2 separate regions of the Sus scrofa genome follow, and region 1 is linked to region 2. A link is a contact called in public HiChIP or PLAC-seq data. All regions are on one chromosome and are shown on one strand. The core of a region is the stretch at or near the end of the contact, and the rest is flanking DNA. Distances in the headings are between cores, read along the strand shown. Region 1 overlaps LOC102159645 (a long non-coding RNA gene). Region 2 overlaps PIK3R1 (phosphatidylinositol 3-kinase regulatory subunit alpha).

Evidence for each region. HiChIP or PLAC-seq counts read pairs in DNA pulled down with a chosen protein or histone mark.
Region 1: a contact with region 2 is called in an H3K27ac HiChIP or PLAC-seq map of alveolar macrophages. The contact joins two enhancer-like sites. A contact is called at or near these places in 5 of 47 Hi-C or Micro-C datasets (liver and skeletal muscle) and 2 of 2 datasets of contacts at active chromatin or transcription factors (alveolar macrophages and skeletal muscle).

The regions. Positions count from the first base shown.
Region 1 is chr16:46,664,298-46,666,997 of Sscrofa11.1, reverse strand. The region is part of intron 4 of LOC102159645 (a long non-coding RNA gene); the gene reads left to right. Among named protein-coding and RNA genes, the nearest start is that of PIK3R1, 230 kb to the right of the region's middle. Within about 2 kb of position 1,442, at least 48 of the 83 cell types and tissues checked have an H3K27ac peak or open chromatin away from gene starts, as enhancers often do. A contact at or near this core is called in alveolar macrophages, where this site is marked.
Region 2 is chr16:46,523,597-46,526,296 of Sscrofa11.1, reverse strand. PIK3R1 (phosphatidylinositol 3-kinase regulatory subunit alpha) reads right to left here. Exons shown (of 16, transcript XM_021076847.1): 16 at 2,671-2,700. Among named protein-coding and RNA genes, the nearest start is that of PIK3R1, 90 kb to the right of the region's middle. Within about 2 kb of position 1,421, at least 2 of the 83 cell types and tissues checked have an H3K27ac peak or open chromatin away from gene starts, as enhancers often do. A contact at or near this core is called in alveolar macrophages, where this site is marked.

The DNA of each region.
Region 1 (2,700 bases), core at 193-2,692, 140 kb before region 2:
AGAGCAATGGCTTCATTTAAGGGGCAGGTTATCCTGTCATTTCCTGGAGAGCACCGTGGAAACCATGGGCATAGCAGAAAGGTCCACCCATTCAGGGCATTGAGGGAACAGGGCAGTGGCAAGGCTACATTCATCAAGAGGGCCCCTTGCCCTATGTTGCCAGGGACCTCCCACCCAGACCAGCTACTCAGCCAAGGACATTTCGGTCTCATCCTACCCATGGGTGGGCCCTGGGGCAGCCTGGCCCTGGAAGAATGGAGACAATCTCTCCAAGGATTCCTTAATCCTCTGCCGTTTCCAGTTCACCCTGTAGGTACAGCAGGCTGACCAAGACACCCCTGAGAACACAGGCTACAAAAAGACATCTCAATGACTCAAGACTTAAATCACTATCCTTGTCATTTAGCACAAAATAAAATCATATTGGGAGGGAGCGGGGCCTGTGTCAAAGTCCAAATATGACAGAGAAAGCTGTGTGGTATTAGGCAGATAGTTCTATCTCTCTGAGGACAGAACATCCACAAAAAAGGATACTGAAAGAATTGGCCTCTTAGAATTCCTGTAAGAATTACATGTGACAGTGTGTACCAAGTTTTTTTAAAAATGCAATTGAGGTATAGTTGATTTACAAGGTTGTGTTAATTTCTGCTGTACAGCAAAGTGACTCAGTCGTGCATATGTATTTTTTTCTTTTCCATTATGGTTTATCCTAGGGTATTGAATATAGTTCCCTGTGCTGGATGGTAGGACCTTGCTGTTTATCCCATATATAATAGTTTGCTTCTGCTAATCCCGAACTCCCAATCCATACACAGTTGGGCATAGGCTGTGTTGAGTCGGTGCTCAGTAAACAGGGCCACTGCTAGCAAGTAGGCTGTCTTTATGTGAATTACAAATAAAGCTGTCCTCCTTTGGGTAGACACATTAGAAAATACCCCCTTTCCTCTGGACTGATTCTGGCTGGTACCCTGGCTCTCATTTTGGTGGGCAGAGTACCCCCTCACTGGCCACACTTCAGCTCATTACAGCCCATAAAACTGAGACTGATCCTATTAGCTATAGTGATTCCACGTGAGGGAGGTAATGAGCTTGACCCAGGATTCTCCTGGCAGGCTTTGCAGATGCCTGCTGTGTCCACGCGGAATGGGGATGCTGCGTCTCCCTTCGCAGAATAGCAGAAGCTCATCTTGATACATTTCAGCGAGAACAAAGGCAGGAGGACAGCTGAATTTCTTGCTCTGAGCTTGGTACCAGCTGATCATGCTTCCTGTTTCTCTGAGATCTTCTCTGACGGAGGCGACTTGCTCTTTCAAATTTGGTCGTTGCCCTCTAGCTTTCCTGTGTGAGTCAGCGCGGCTGCCCTAGTGCCCCCTGCTCCCTCCCGAGTCAGTGTCTGCAGTCGCCCTGTCCGGCCTCCCCAGGTAAATCCCCCTCCACGCTGGGGTGAGTGTCCCCGCCCACGTCGCTGCCGGGGTACGTGCGCCCTGGGACGTGAGTCACAGTGCCGTCCTCCTCAGCTGCAACTATTATTGGAATGCCTGGGCACGCAGAGCACGCTCCCTTCCCGGATTTCACAGTCCTGTGCTTGGGATCTGCAAATCTCACTGCGCAGCCTGAGGTTCCACTTGGGTGATCACAAGCTGATTTGTGCTCACGTCGGAAAGTTTCTAAGAAAGGTCTCATTAGGCCAGGCATGACGCACCCTCCCACCAGCATCCACTGTGTGTCTCCAGCATGTGCCTAGCAGTATGCCTGCCTTTTTAGGTAGCTCAAAAGAAACCGCTCTGGAGTTCCACATGATATTTAGAGAAGGGCGCAGTAAAGTGAAAAGCAAAAATGAGCTAGAGAGGGGGCAGGAGAGATCTTTTTGGACAGAAGCACGTGGAGAGTTCAACCTGGGAGGGGACGAGGGATGGGGAGAAGACCACCAGGAACAGGACCTTGAGGGGAGAACCAGTGATGTGAGATGCTTGGACAGAAATGCACAGTAGAGAAGGCATTATGCTTATTTATATAAACCTAAATATTGAGCTATTGAGAAATTGGAAGCTTCTTCTCTGTGGCAGGATGGTAATATTTACTATTGCCAGACAGTGTACCTGCCACAGATACAATTCCTGTCTCCATTTTACAGATGAGTAAACTGAGGGGCAAGAAGATGAAGCCCTGAGCTCAAGGTTATGTTGCCAGCAGGTGAAGTGCACACAGGAGCAGTCTTTAAGCATTAACCTCTGTGGCTCAGGGTAAGAATAGATATTTTTTTTCCAGGTGGATATTTGAAAGCAGGCAGGGGAGATGCCTTCAATTTGTTAATTATTCTATGAAATCTGATAAGAGCCCACCTCTTGTATGCTAAATCTTGATTTATGCCCAGCTGGCAGGGATCTCAGGAAAGTTCTGGTGCTCTTTATAGGCTGGATAATCTTAGAGACAGATCATAGGTCTTGAGGTCAGTTGTCCAGTTGAGTCAGTTGAGTTCCATGTTGGTCTTGCACTGACTGAGTTCCTTACAGAGAGAGAGAGACAGAGAGAGACAGAGCAGTTAGCTTCCTCATTTTCCCTATGTGACAAAAAAAAAACAAAAACAAAACAAACAAACCAAAAACATGAGCATGACAAAAAAGAAACAAAAATTAATATCTTTGGATAGAGCATTTTCAGATCCTAAGAAATAAAACCAAAAAGGACAAAAAAGCTTTG
Region 2 (2,700 bases), core at 172-2,671:
TGCTATTGAATTGTATGAGTTTTTTAATGTTTTAGATATAAACCCCCTTATCAGATATGTGGTTTTCAGATATTTGTTTCCCATTCTGTTGATTGTCTTTTCATTTTGTAGAGCATTTATTTTGTTGTGCAGAAGCTTCTTAGTTTGATGCAGCCCCTCCTGTTTATTTTTGATCTTGTTCCTGGTGCTTCTAGTGTCAGTTCCAAAAAATCATAGCCAAGACCCGCATCAAAGAGCTTTTTACCTATTATGTTTTATTCTAGGATTTTCATGGTTTCAGGTCTTACAGTTACATCTTTAGAGGATTCTTATGTTTAGACAGATTTTTTTAAGGGACAAGTTCAGAAAAAGAAAAAAAAATCCCTTTGAGTTGACACAGTATCAAGTCTTAATGTACTATGCTTACCTAACTCCCACCATGTCCCAGAGGATTTGGTAGGCCAAGTTCTCTGACTCAGTGCCTTGTGCTTTAGATAGATGGACAAAGTGTCATTTCCAGTTGTACTCCTCATCACATTATCAAGAACTTGGCTTCCCATTTTCATTCCCCTGAAATGAAGCTTTAAGACATCAGCAAGATAAGTGGACTCCAATTTTGCTAACCCTTTCTTGGCCATTGTCACTGACAAAAAGCCGGTATTACAACTGCAGTGTCTATAGCCACAAGTCCTATTGTGGGTTTTAATTTTGGCCAAATTATAAGTGGAGAACTAGGGGACTGAACCTCTAATTCACTATACCAGGTCACACCATATGTACTAGTAGGAGTCCTGTAGACTATCTAGATGTCTAGCCTTATTTCACAGGTAGAGTTGGAGGCCTAGACAGGTAAATGGAGTGGGCCAAATTCCCACAGCTGGTTAAAGAAAGGACTAAGACCCATTTCAGCCTCCTAAGCTATAAATAGGTCTATTATCTTTGCTATATATTGCTTCTATTATGAGCATAAATTATAAGGTAAAGTATATTATCTTTGATTAATGGCAGTGGCTTTTCATCAAAATACTAGAAGTACCTTTCTAACAATCTGGCAGTCTGAAGTAGTGATTCTCAAACTTTAATGTGCATTAAAATCAACCAGAGAACATGTTGGAAGAGATTTCTGGGTCTTACTTTGAGTTAGTAGGTCAGGGGTGGGGCTCTTGAATAGGCCGGTCTAGGTTTACAAGTGGTCCTCATGTTGATGAGGTTAGCCTGGGCACCACCCTTAAGAGAACCAGTGGTCTAAAGCAAACCCATGTCACTTGTGCCATTTGTCATGTGCCACTGGTGCCCTGTCTACCAATTGAATGGTGTGGTTAGATTTCCCAGGAGGAAGTGAACTTTTCTTTGAACTTTCTAGTGCCTTTTCCAGCATTAGCTTAGGGGTGAAAAGCTGTGGCTTGAGTCAGACTGCCCATGTGCTCTCCTCTGTGCTCTAATTGCTGATGATCTCAGTAAGTCATTTACCCTCAATGTTTCAGTTTCTACATCTGTAGAATGGGGATATTGTCTTCTAACTCATAGTTGTGGAAGGATTAAATCAGATAACACATACAAGGAGTTGAATGGATTTCATCACTTGGTCTATCAATCAGAACCAGTCAGGAGAAAGGAAATGACTCTGGCTCTTAAAGGCTTGAGTAAAGAGGATCAGTTTCCTGAGTGATGGAAGGGCTCAGAAGCCAGACTGGGAGTGGTGAGAGAGAGAAGTTTAGTAACAGCAGAAGGCTGCTACCACCCTTTGGGCCAGAGCGAAGGTGGGGGAAAGCACTGATGACAGAGCTCAGAAACCAAAGGCTGCTACTGAGAGAGGGAGCATAATGGCTGCTCAGACCCCAAAGAGTGGGTCTGTCTGGCAGGAGCTGGAGCTGCAGGGCAGACACACTACCTAGAAGCCATAGGGCTAGAGGCCTCTGTGATACAGAGCAGGGCAGGGGAAAAGCTGGAAATGGATCTCTAGAGGAACTGCCATGTTGCCATGACTGTAATTACTTGGCTGCCCCTCCCCCGTCCATCACTAGACCATGCCTTCATGTCTAGGACCCTCACGGTGCCCCGGTGTTGAGTGAGTGCCAAGTACATGCACAGTGGCCTCCTCATAAATTCATTCGGCAATCAGAACAAATGGGAGAGTTGTTTCAGATAAGGAATGGTTCGTATAGATGGACTCGATGCTACAGTGAGAAGCTAGAATTTGGAGTGGATCTTTGTTCCCTGTCGAGAGGCCCATGTCACACCTCTGCAGACTGCTCAGTGCCTTCAGGTATCCCTGCCCTGTGGCTCTTCAAATATGCAGACTGTAGAACAGAGAGAAAAAGCCAGATACATTTGAAAACCATAGTTTGGAGATGGTTTGGGGATGGATGGTGAAGAGGAAGGACTCAGGGACAATGGACATTATGTTTTCTTAGAGCCAGAACATGCCTTGAAATGACATCACCTAGAGCAATGTCTTTTCATCATTAAGGATATAATGAAATGATGTAAATGATACCAAGCCATCATTTGTGTGACCACTCTTAGTCTTTTTCTCACTTGAGGAAAATGATATAATGTGATGGCAGTGAAAGAGGGTGGGTGGGAGATGAGAGAAACAGCAGCAACATTTATTAACATCGACTAACCAAAAGAGCAAGAGAGCCAAAAAAAATTATTTCTTAGGTGGTCACTGAAATTTCAAACCATAACTTAAGTTTCAAAACAACCTTTATTCTGTTT